Linked DNA regions of Mus musculus: region 2 is linked to region 1. A link is a contact called in public Hi-C data. All regions are on one chromosome and are shown on one strand. Each heading gives the region's core, a stretch centred on a gene start, on an enhancer-like site or on the middle of the called end of the contact. The rest is flanking DNA. Distances are from core to core; before and after follow the strand shown. Region 1 overlaps Exoc4 (exocyst complex component 4). Region 2 has its middle 34 kb from the start of Gm32533.

Region 1 (6,471 bases), core at 1,643-4,142:
AGAATTTACTCCTCTTGATTAGGCTTTAAGTCCAATCAGACAGCTGTTGGTTACTTTCAAGATAGCTGTACCACTATTAAACCATTGGGGCAATCTTCCCCTTGCTATAAGGGAAGAAATGGGAACAATGATGAGAGTGCTACTCCTAACTGGAGTAGGAGAGGGGAGCAATAGAGAGTGAGAAAGGAAGAATAGATAATATTTAAGGTGTGTTTGAAAAACACATAGGGAAACATTTATAAGTTTACTTAAAAGTTAGTAAACACAACATGCATTTTTTAATGAAGTCATACCATACAGAGTGATAATGCTCCCTCAAGAGCCATAGACTCTCTAAGAAAAATGTGAGTGCCAGTTGTTGGTCGACAAAGTTCAAGTGAAACCCCATTAATACAGACTATTGCCATCACCCTTGGTTGTCTCCCAAGACTTAAAGACTTAAAGACTTAAGTAAGTCCTTATTGCTGTAGATACCACAGACTAGGGATATAGGCAGGTAAAGATAGAGCTGGAACTGACCTACAGTCCTGCCTCCTAAGGACTGACTCTCATAGTACCAGAAGGTGCTATGTAAGCTGCCAAGGCAAGAAAGCAATCAATAGTCCTACCCAACTGGGAACCATGACAGGTCTACTCTTATCAGCACTGGCTCGTCTCTCTCTTTCCCTTTGTGAGGACTCAGTGAACCTAAACTTCCCAGGCTCTGTACTCACTGCTACAACTTTCCTTCTCTCCTGGCAGCCTTTTCAATTATTCATTAAGACACATCCAACATGACTTTCTTTCTTTAGCTGTCTCTACATTTTGTTCTTATATAATTGTGGTTCATATCACATCCTATCATAGTGACTTGTTTTTCTACATTAGACCTTTGTAAAAAGAAAGCCCAATGGACTGGAGAGATGGCTCAGCGGTTAAGAGCACTGACTGCTCTTCCTAAGGTCCTGAGTTCAAATCCCAGCAACCACATGGTGGCTCACAACCATCTGTAATGAGATCTGACGCCCTCTCTGGAGTGTCTGAAGACAGCAACAGTGTACTTACATATAATAAATAAATAAATCCTTAAAAAAAAAAGAAAGCCCAAATTATACCTGCCTTTGCATCCGCCATCTGGGACATTGTGCCATCCTAGAATAGTTTCCTGGACTACTTAGAAGGAACACTAATATGCTAATCAAGTCTTGTGCAGAGCACAATATTATACTTCCAGATCTAGTCATGTAAAGTCCTAGGATGTTCTCCAGCTTTTGAACCTTAAGTATTATGCCAGCTACTTCAAACATCATTTCAATAAATCCAATTTGAAATCTGTATCATGAACACCTATGGCATTATTTGATGCAGTTCTAATCAGTTATTCACACTGTAGGCTGAGTTTGTTTCTCAGTACCGTCTAGTGAATTGTGATTGCTGATCTGATGGGTGATATCCTTATGCCTGTGACTTGGGGACTACATTGATTCCCTCAGGTATCGTGAGGTTATTTTAATATAAATGAGTTTATTATTTACTAAATGTCCATACTGTGTGTATAACTGTCACTTCATAATGGATGCACCTTGGTCATTCCTGTGTCATTCCTGTGGCTGTGTTAACATTTCAAGACTCTCATTTCCCAGCTCTGTCTATGCTGTGTCTGTCTTTAGCCTTCCACTTTTCTTCATGTTTCTGCCTAGCGTTTTTTCATTCATATTTTTCTTTCCATTCCTATAGAGTTTCACCCATGCTTACATTTTGCTTAATTAACAGTTTTCGCAGCTGTATTCAAAGTCCATTAAGCATTGCTAATTGTTACTACTTGGTTGCTTCCCAGGGTTTCTAAAGAAGATAAAATAAAACAGGACCAAACATGACACCTTGGTTCACTGGGGTCATCTTGATCCCTATAAAACCTAGCATACAGCTTTATTAAACTGTGTTTTCTCATAGTGAGCCACACATACTGTGATAGCAATTTAAGATGACAAAGTATTATTACTGCTAGAGAAAACTTAGATATATTTTAAAACATGTTTACACTACCTTACAGATATAATTTAAAAACAAATTGTATACACTAAAGCAAGAAACTTTTGTTAAGAAACTTTTGTTTTTCTCCAAGCAAAAAAAAAGCCCAGAGTTGTGAGCGGTTGTCAATGGTACATGAATATTCAGATAAACCACCCAGGGTTACTTGGTTGTTTAAGATGAGGCTTGATCCAGTAGCATTTGAAAAAAAAAAGGGGGGGGGATACTTTTTGCCACTCAAAACAGTGCCACCTCATCTTCTTGGAGTTATATAGACCAGGGAGTTTTGGTAGATAATGTGTGGAGAAATATGAGAAACACATTATTTTAAACTCAAAAGAGGGACAAAGAACATGGAGTAGTTTTTCCTTTTCCCAGCTGCCCTCTGGTGGCAAAGACACAGCAGACAGCAGCCATGCTGAAGGAAGCTGCTTCCCTGCTTAAGAGGGACCAACCAGAGCCTTGCCTGTGCATGTGTGATTCCAAAGCGGAGTGCAGGGCCTCCTAATTACATCCTGCTTCCCCGTGGCATCTGCTCTTATCGTGGCTGCTCCAGGCTCCACCAGCTCAGTCAATACTCACATATTAGCAGGAGACAATCGATAGAAAAATTAAAAAGGAAAGTCAAGGTAATTAGGCTAAAGCTGCTGCTTATGAGTTTTCAATAATTGCTTTCGCTTCCTCTTGTTTCCTCATCTCTAGAAAAATAGGGCCTGATTGAAGGACTGGGTCGTGTTTGACTGAGGACATGTCAAAATTATACAAAGGCAGGCAGGAAATAGAATTAAGCTGTATTTGTTTTAGAGCAGTAAAGGGGCTTTGCATGATGGCAGGGGAAGAATAGGAGCTGATTTAAATGTCCCCATTAGCAGCTGTGCCATTGTCCCTACCTGTTTCTGTCACCAGCTTCTGCACCACTAGCAGGAGCCCACTCAGAAGCACCATGACACGTCCTATACCCAAGCTCCAGGGGAAGGCAAGAGGGAGACTTCCCCCAGAAAGCAGCATCCCGATCACTCTGGAAATTTCATTCTACCTTTTACAAAACTATGAACTAAATCAAAATCTCCTAGTTGCTAGCCGTTGTGTGCCGCTGTTGAGCATTGGTCTCTGGGTACAGTTGTCATGGATGGCAGCCCACTTATGAACACATTTGGGTGAACTGTATTTCCTAGGACAGGAAGTCAAGTCTCCATTTTGACCTGCCTGGGCATTTGTGTCCTCTAAACAGAGACACCCTTCGTCTTCTTGTTGCATGGTACGGTGCCAACTACCTTATAGAGGAGGAAATACCAAGGGAGCCCCTCCTCTGAGAGTGATGAATCAAGAAGGGGAAAAAAAAAGGATAGTTTTGTTACAGAGATATTTTATGTTTTATGTCCATTTACAGTCTACATATGCATGATTTCTGTCAGCTTAAAGCACTTTATAAACTTTATAACCAAATTATGTACTTACATCATTTCATTCACTGTTGATATATAGCTGTTAAACATCTGCCACATGCATATTTCTTTCAGGAAAAAAATGTAAAAGAGAATTCGATCTTGGTAAATACACAGGAAATATTGAGATGAAAAGAATATGATATGGAAGTATTTATTGTGCACCTGCTATGTCTAAAGCATAGAAGAGCCCACTGGCAAAAGACAAAAAAAAAAGATAGAACTCTTATCACCTTCCCCACGTGCCCCTTCCTTCCTCCCTCCCTCCATGTTTGTTGATCAGAAGTGAGTGATAATACCTGTGTTTGGGTCCAGGGCAGTCTGATTTACATCATCTCGTTAACTTAGACTTTTTCTTAAGGTGTAGGGATTGATGTGTCAAACTGCTCTTGAGGCAGGTAATTCACATGTTATTGTGGATAGGGATGCTATGGTGTGGCAAGGGGAGCAGAGGCCTAGAGAGCCAGGCTTGCTTGCCAAGAGCTGTTGCACTGATTCCCCTCTGTCACTCCTCTCCTACCTGAGCTTGTGTCTGTGACTCTGTCACCTGGAGAACTTGTAGCAAGGGGACTATGTTATGATGCATGACATGAGTTTGACATTTGTTTAGAATTGTACCAGGGCTCTGTAGAAGACTCCTGCTTCCCCTACAGCCTTCGGTTGAGGTGGAGAAATTACAAACCAAACAGCTTTGATCACCTTCCTCAGCTTCCTTGGCTCCACCTCCTGGTCCTTTCCATCCCTCAGGGGAGTCCCCGTCACAGCACTTAGACTCTCCTGCCCTTCTCTGGCCTCGCTATGATCACTTTTGGGGTGTGTGGTAACTACTGTGGTTTTTAAACAGTCTTCCTATGTTAGATCTGTAACTTACAATCCTCCTGCTTCAGCCTCCTTACTGCAGGTGTGTGTGTGCCTTCATGCCTAGCTCTGAGGAAAATTTATCTTTGTAATTTTTTTTTTTTTGGTTGTGAGGGTACATAATGAGAAGAAAACTTTTGAAAGTTGGCTTTCATTTTGTACCTCAATAGTACAGAGTCTGTCTGTGCTGTGAATTCCTGGCCTGTGGGTCTCTAGACATCTCTGCCTCAACCATTCATCTCCAGTATGGGGGTTAGGATTACATATGTGAGCCACAACATGTGGCTTTTCATGAAATGGAACTCAGGCATATGTAACGATTGCTTTTACCTGTGAGCTGTCTTCCTGACTTCTACGGAAAATAATGGAAAGTTATTTTTCTCTCCTGTCATTTTATTTCAAAGAAGGTTCAACAACACCCCCTCCCTTTTCCTCTTGTATTTATTGTTTCCGTCATACCTCCATATTCTTTGTCTTTAATTTTCTATAAAAGTTTGGGTACTGAATACAAAATAACTGCAGTACAATAGTATGCCACCCTTCTGGTGATGTAAATAGATAGTAGTAACTGTGACTCAGGTTTAACTGCCTGATTTGACTTGCAGGTCTGCTGCATTTCTTTCTAACTTAAAACATTTCAGCTATGCCTTTAAATGACCTCTGTTGCTGTCAGTGAGTTATGCAAATTTACTGTTTGTTAGTTAAGAGGCATTAATAAATGTATTTCTATGAGGCATATATAATGATGCAGAAATATGAATGAGAGCTTTATGCGAAACAAAGATGTATACAGTGACATGTGATTGTGGGTATACAAACAGTTCAAATGTCTTAAATGCCCTGAATAGTGTGTCTATAATATTGTGGTTTGTTTTAGAACCATTCTATCTTCTTGCTGTCTTTTCTTCATATGAGGTACTTACCACAATGTACAATATTTTACTAGTCTGCTTACATTGTTTTTGGTGGTCTCTTGTATGGAGCACATTTTTATGTGAAAGGCCTTATGTTGTCTAATAGCATTGTATATCCTTTTAGTAAGTATTTGCTGAAAAATAAATGTTTACTTCTTTCTTTTTTATGTCTTCCAGTGATGTTAGCAAAATAGATGGAATGGGGAGTGCTGTTTTGTAAGCACCTTTTGGCCTTATTGAAGGCAAACTACTGCATTTAGTTCAAGGTCAGGCATCAAACAAGAAGGGCTCCTTACATTATATATTTGCTTGATGTGACCTAACACATAATGTGGTTTTGTGTTGTATGGTTTGTGTGTGTGTGTGTGTGTGTGTGTGTGTGTATTTAATCCATTTAGTAAAGTGGGTAGGTTAATTTCTCAGTAGTTTAGCATATGAAAGGCCCTCTCTCTTGGTTATAGGAATTCTAAGTTCCAAGGTACATGGAAAGCTTTAGATATTTTTGAGTTAAATTTTCCCTTCAAGCATCATAGTAAGTAATAATGTATTATTCTGGCACTTTATTCCAAAAAGTGTAGCCTGGCTAATGAATCTAAAAGTGCCTTTAGTGATTCATTCAGCATCAATTTTCCCAACTCCACATTCCATTCTAGTATGTTTTCAGCTTACTAAGCAACAAAGTATCTCATCAAAGACTCCATTATCTGTCTGTCAGCCATGAAGGGACATCCTTGATTCTCTGCCAGAAGACCTGCTTTCCAGTAAATCGTGGCCTCGGCACTCTGGGAGGTGCACACAGTTCTCTGGTAGCTCTGTCACTCAGTGCTCATTTTTATGAGGAAACCTGAGTGCCACAGAGTTGTAAGGACCCCACAAGCTCTCACAGGGAGGACTCAAATGGAATGCAGAAGCCTTTTCATCTGTTGCTGGAAAATTTCAAAGTCCTAGAGATGAATCCACCTTTCCACATGGTCCTTCATTCAACTACCATACGGGCAGCAAGAAGTTTTATCACATGCTTACAAGTCAGTACAGAGTTTTCTTTTTTCTGGAGAGACTCTTCCTGAAGCCCTTTGAAGAAAGCAAACACAAGGGAGATGAGAAAAAGAAGGTAAATTGAGAAAAGATAAGGATTGAGAAGAAGGGCAGGTTTACCCTGGAGGCAACCTGATTGAAGTGTGCTTTAACCGTGTACCTCGAGCATCAGTCAGAGAGGAATGCCCAGGGACAAGCATGCGCAGGCT
Region 2 (6,646 bases), core at 1,372-3,871, 550 kb after region 1:
CTTCCTCCTTTCTTCTTCTTCTTTTTTTTTTTTTAAATTAGGTATTTTCCTCGTTTACATTTTCAATGCTATCCCAAAGGTCCCCCATACCCACCCCCCCAATCCCCTACCCACCCACTCCCACTTTTTGGCCCTGGTGTTCCCCTGTACTGGGGCATATAAAGTTTGCAAGTCCAATGGTCCTCTCTTTGCAGTGATGACCGACTAGGCCATCTTTTGATACATATGCAGACCAAAGTGTGGACACTGTCTTCCTCTTTTCTAGTTCTGACCTACGGCAGTTAAAGTCCAGGTTCTCAGTGATCACTCTTAGGGAGGTGTTTTCCCCTTATAAAGGTCTTATTTGGCTTTTAGCAGGCTGAGGACCCTTGGGGACCAAATACTCAGTTCTGGGGGTCACCGAGGTAAGTCTTTATTGCTGAGAGTGTAGAAGGGACCTTGCAAGAGTGAGCAGGGTCTGTTGCCACTGTGAATTTGTTTTCTCCCACCCAGCCCCTGCCTGCTTTTTGGCTTCCTGACCCAAGGGCCTGCCATGTCGTCTTCCTGTACCACTGTCGCCCTTTGAAATACTTGTCCAGACATCCCCGAGCAGTGTCCCAGAGAGGCTGCCCAGAGCCGCTGGACTCCATCACACCCTCTTCCTCCAGCCATGGGACTCAGTTTCTCCACAAGGAGGTACAAATAGTCTCCATCAGCATCCGTGGGGCGGATCATCTCTGAAGTCATGTCTACGTGAAAGGGTGAAGACTCAGCAAACGGTTGACTTTGGCTGAGTTGAAGACAGAGGCTGTAGTGAGATGGGCGGTTTGCACATCAAGTTGCAAAATGATCTCAGGCTATTTCAGTCCTTTGGGAGCTGTTTACTTCCAACCCCTGACCAGGCCTAAATCCTTTGAGATGGTTGAGAAAACCTTGCAGAGTGGACCCCCTAAGCTGAGAAGACCTCTAGCCTAGATCATTCCCCAAACTAAGAATGCCATTAAGCCAGAGCCGGGTGCTAGCTACACTTGTAATCTCAGCACTCGGAATGGCGAAGCAGGAGAACCACAAGGTCAAGGCCATCTTTGTTTATATAGGTAGACCCTGTCTCAAAAATATCCAAAAGAGAGAAAGGAATACATAGGAAAGATTTCTCTCTCCCACAGCCTGCCCACTGGATCCTCTCACCAGCATATTTACTAAGCATGTCAGCTCTTGTCTCTCCTTATTAAAACACCTCTTCTAGGGTGTTCCCAGGCTTAGAATAGGCTGTTTCTTATTTCTATTTTTAAAATCAGGCTTACTCTGTGTGGACACATCAAGTCCAGGTAAGTGCCAAGCGGGACCTCTAGAACAATCAGGAACTCTTTTATGTCCCTTCCCAAGCTCACAGGGACTGATGAGGGTCATCAGCCTGGACCACTGATAAGGAAGGCACATGGTGACAGTTTGTATTGACCGTTAAGTCGAAAGGATCTAGGGTCACCTAGGAGACAAACCTCTGCGCATGTCTGTAAAGGATTTAGCTCGGTGAAAATAACGGAGAAAGTTCAACCTGAATGCGGCAGCACCATTGCCTGGGTGGGGCCCGGGAACGTTATAAAAAGCAAAAGCAAACTGAGATCAGGCAAGCCTCTCTTCCTGCTTCCTGACTCTGGATGCAGTGTGACTGGCTGCCTCCGGCCCCTCAGCCCAATGACTCTTCCTCCAGGAGGGACTCGACCCTCAAACTATGAGCCTGAATTAGCCTGCCCTTCCATAAGCTGCTCTCTTTGATCACGAGAATGAGAAAGGTGATTAATCCATACACCAGGAGTTGGGAGTTGGGGTCACTGGGGTGCCTGCACTCTGGGCACTCCTTCCAGAACTGGAGGCTACTACTATCAGAGCTGATCTCCTGCAGCTCGCTTTCCACCACACAGCCTAGCTCCCTTGCCCTTTGCACCTAGCTGGATCCCTGAAACAGTAAGCCATACTGAAAAGGAGATTCCAGCCCCTGCTGAGCCGGGCCCTCCTTACTCAGCACTCCCCTGCTCCCGTGTCCCTTAGCTTGGATTCTGCTCCCTCTACTGTACAGTCCGTCCTTCTTCTGTTCCCCCTTCCTTTCACTTTGGGGGCCTGTGAGTCCCCCTCTTCATTCCCTGGATGTCTGTGTTCTACTTAGACTGTGGCTTTTGGCTCCATTTGTTAATATCCAGATGTGCAACGAAACATCCTATCCCCCCATCTTGACACCTCTCATCAGCCTGGAGACCCAGCTCTGAGGATGGGGAATCAAGCAAGGAGTGCTGCTCATTTGGAGCCATCTCTAGCAGGGAATTGGTTGCAAGAGCAACATTCAGAACTCAGAATCCAGGAGGCTCTGGCCCGAAAGCAGGACATGGACTCAGTTAAGTTCCTCCTGCTCTGGGTCCAGTTGGAATCTGACATTTTCCTAGCCCTGCCTCCTCTTTCTTCCTGTCTCCTCCATGGTTCTCCATATTGTGTACCTTTTCTGTAACAGATGCAAACCCCTCCTTTGAGCTGTCCTTTGTTTTGCAAAGCATCCCCCTGTTCTCTCCTCCTGCTCCCTCACCTCATTGTCTTCCTCTAACACCTCCTTGGCCCCACACACCTTCCATCTCTCTCCCCTTTGAAGTCCACTCCTCTCCCAAGGACCTTTTACTTTCTCAGGTAAATGTGCCTAAGTGCCTGAGAAAGTTGTGGGTGTCCAAGGGTCGCTGGAGGCTCTGTGAGACTTGAAGTCTCCCTGGCAGCTTCCCTTCACAACACAGTTTCTCCTCACTGAACTTCCTGGCAGTGACTAACATTCATCTGACACCTAGGCATTGGGGGTGTTCATGTGGCCAAGCCATCAAAACACATCCAGCCCCTTCACTAAGACCCACTGATCCTAGAGCACGGAAGTGAATCGAGTGTAGAAGTTTGCAGTCCAGCAACCGGGTGAGTTAGACGGACAGAAAAAGTCAGAGCCTTACACGTAGGGTAAGCAGTGTGGCACAGTCGACTGGAAGAAAAGGAGGCGTCTAGTAATGGGTCTCTTTAGGCTCTCTGCCAACAGTAAAGCCCAACAAACAATGTGGCCTCTTAAACAGCCAAACCTAGGTTCATAACTCTAGCTCTGCTCGTTCCGAATGCTGTGGCACGGAAGTGAGGTGGGTGGTAATTTAATCTCTGGGAGTCATTCCTCGCATCCATAAAATGGTGATGGTGATATTAAGGTCACTACAGGAAGAAATGGTCTTTTGGCTTCTAGCATGTCGCACTCAGTGCGCCACTGCCACCTGGTGGAATGCTTTGGAATAAAAAAAAACACTTTCAAACAAAGCAGGTTTTCAAGAAGGCTGGCCTTTATATTCAACATGATCAACATGATTAAATAATAGGAGTCATTAAGATGGAAGAAATAGGAAATTCAATAGAGGTGAGGGCTCGGAGACGTTCTGTTTAAGGTAAATACCATGGTCAGAACACAGACAAGATGGTTCAGTGGGTAAACGTGCTTGTTACACAAGCCTGAGGACCTGAATTTAATCCATGGCACCTGTATAGCAAACCCAGACACAGTGGCACACATTTATGACCTCAGTAGTCCTGCAGTGAGACAGGCAGTGGAGACAGGACCATCGCCAGCCAGCCTGGGATATGCCACACAGCAGAAGTAAGAGACCTTGTCTCAGCAAGCAGAGCTATTCCTGTACTTCCACACATGTGCCATGACATGGGCATGCCTGCCTCTCTCACACACAGATATACACACACACACATGCATGCACATATCATTTACATACACATATGTGTGCATCATACACATAAGCACACACATTTCATACATGCACACACACACACACACACACACACACACACGCATGATATGTATTAATATCTATGTAAGGTACTCCCTCCTTCTGGCTCAAGGTGAATAGTGCTGCTATAAGCAGAATCTATCAATATCTGTTGGAGCCCTGGCTTGCTGTTCCTTTGGGTAGAAGCCAGATTGCTGGATCAGCTGGTAACTCTGCTAATTCTCTGTGATTCTTTAAGGAGTCTACTTACTCTTTTCCACAAAGGCGACACCACTGACCATTCCTATCAGCTGAATACAAGTTAGAAATTCCTCTACACCCTCACAACACACACACACACACACACACACACACACACACACACACACACACACACATGCGTGCGCTTTAGTCCCGGTGTATGACTGTTGCCCTCTAAGGTGGAGCCCATCAACTGTGGCACTCTAGGCACTAAGGACTGGATATCTCTTCCTGTCACCAGCCGTCAATAACAGACTTTCCTATCTGAACAATCAAAAATGTCTCCAGACATTGCCAAATGTGTCTTGGGATGTGAACCTGGCCTTTGTTGAGAACTATTGTTCTAAGTCACGACTAACTAGAATCAGCCTGGCACACCACAGGGGAGTGGGAGTTTCCTGTTACCTGGATCAATGTCTCATGCTCTCCAGTTCCAAATCGGTGTCTGCTCACTTACTGTTGGGTTTCTCCTGGCATCTAAATGAGATCAGCTATGGATGGCTGTAATTTTGGCCTGTACCACTTAGAGAGTGCTGGCGATAAAGAGGCCAAGGACAGAGAGGAGGGAGTGTGTGTATGTGAAGGGTGTTAAAGAGATGTTCTTAATGAACAATTATTGAGTAAAAGACCAGGGTTCACACACCTAAAAAGTGCCTCCGTGTAGTCTTGCCCCACAGCCATGCTGGCACCAAGGGAAACTGCCTCTTTTCATAGCACAGAGTGTCTTTCTGGAACACCCATTTTCAGTCAAGTGTGATCTCAAAATCCATCAACTTTAACCAACCAGAATACAAATAAATGCCCCATCTAAAATCCCTCAGCGCTCACCTCCATCTTGCTGAACTTCCTGATGCTCCAATTACATGGAGCTAGGATGGCGCATTCATATACAAAGTGATGACAGCACACACAAGCTCTGTGCGCACTCCCACTGCCATGTGCCACCCAGGCTGTTGGCATGGAGAATTTGTTTTAGTCCCTTCTCAGGCTTCTTACAAGGGCAGAGAGGCCCCCCAAACCTCCTTTCCATGCTGTGTTAGAGCTGGGGTTCCAGATGCAATCTAGACGTGCTAGTGAGCTACACTCGCCTGTGTAATAGGGAAGTAGATGGAAGCCTCTGCTTGCACTGCAGTGGGATGCCAGGTCAGTCCGAGGAAAATGCATGTTATCCTTCAACTCCCTGTCTCCATGATGGGTCTTCATGTCAGAGGTGGTAGACAATGTGTGATTTAGTAATCATGTCTTTCCTTCCTATCCATCATGACTAGGGTGATTTGTCTCCGAATCAATCGTCTAAAGGTGGCCCCTTATTTCTGCCCACCCAGTGACTTTCAGGGGTACCTGAGGTGCTAGCATTCATTTCTCAGCGAATGCGGTTCTGCTGCCTGGGTTGGGTCCTAGCTGACACTGCGCATGTGCTCCTGTGTACACATGCACACATCTTCTAAGGTCTGACAAACACTTTGCTCTGTTATTTCTTTAAATGTAGGAAGTTTATATTGATCATCTGCTGAGTGGTAGAACTCACTAAGTGCTGTCAGGCATCAACATGAAAAAAAAAAAAAAGGTTTCTCTATTGATCCTTAGGAAAATAGTCTCCATTATGGGACTACCACTCACCCACGCCATCACACAAAACCAATGCCTAAACAGTTGCTGTGTTGTGTGGTATTAAATACCATCGTCAGCACTGGTCAGTCAAGAGCCTGGGCAGAGTGGAGGTGCTTCCTTCATCTAAGGCATACAGGTAAGGAAGGAGAGAGAAATGGTGAACAGAATGAACGTCTGTCAGGGAAAGCAAGCCAGTAAGCAGCATCCCTCCGTGGCTTCTGCATCAGCTCCTGCCTCCAGGTTCCAGCGCTGCTTGAGTTCCTGTCCTGCCTTCCTCCAATGATGGATTGTGACCTGGAAATGTAGGCCAACTAATCCCCTTTCTCCCCAATTTACTCTTTGGTCATGCAGCCATAAAACCCTGACTAAGACAAGCATAAAGAGCAAGCAGGGTTATTATCCTGGTGGCTCTGGTTTCTGCCACAGTACGTTCCTCTGCTAAGGCCACGCCCATCCACATGGGATTTCTCTATGGACGCCACTTTAGAATGTGCCCCATGTGCCTCATGTGCCCTGCCATGATTCTGATTGACAGCAAATATAAGCTGCTATATTCAAATTTCCTCCGTGAAGAACCTGTAACGGTTCCCTGTTGTTTAATAAAGGCCAAGTCCAAATTTATTTCAATAATGTATAAAAAATTCAATTGAGAAAATAAATCCACATTATATGACTTGCAGATTATCATGCAGCCGCTGCCAGCAGCCATAAGCACGGTGGGAATGATAAGCCTGAGATTGGACATCGGGCTCCTTCAAGGTGGCACATGGATAGTCTCTCTTTGGTTTCATTCAATCATCTGCTTCCAAGCCTGCTATTTCCAGAGGATGCTTCCTGCTCCTTTCTTCCTTCTCATTTCCACCTCCCCGCTTTCCTTTTCCCTCTCGAAATATACAAGTGAACACAGAAGGCAGAAGCCTGACCCTGTATGAAAAATAAGCAGGAGAAAGGACCGAGACACTTTGTAACTATTACCCAGCCTCTGACTAGGCAGTGTCAGGTGATTGTGA

What was found. Hi-C and Micro-C count contacts between places; a contact is called where the count stands out from the background.
Region 2: a contact with region 1 is called in a Hi-C map of the N1E-115 cell line, with 3 times the contacts expected there. The contact joins two enhancer-like sites. A contact is called at or near these places in 2 of 484 Hi-C or Micro-C datasets (the N1E-115 cell line and nephron progenitors) and 1 of 9 other capture datasets (embryonic stem cells).

Annotation. Positions count from the first base shown.
Region 1 is chr6:33,679,534-33,686,004 of GRCm38.p6, forward strand. The region is part of intron 10 of Exoc4 (exocyst complex component 4); the gene reads left to right. Among named protein-coding and RNA genes, the nearest start is that of Gm38785, 240 kb to the left of the region's middle. Within about 2 kb of position 2,893, at least 64 of the 459 cell types and tissues checked have an H3K27ac peak or open chromatin away from gene starts, as enhancers often do. A contact at or near this core is called in the N1E-115 cell line, where this site is marked.
Region 2 is chr6:34,227,975-34,234,620 of GRCm38.p6, forward strand. No RefSeq gene overlaps it. Among named protein-coding and RNA genes, the nearest start is that of Gm32533, 34 kb to the left of the region's middle. Within about 2 kb of position 2,622, at least 14 of the 459 cell types and tissues checked have an H3K27ac peak or open chromatin away from gene starts, as enhancers often do. A contact at or near this core is called in the N1E-115 cell line, where this site is marked.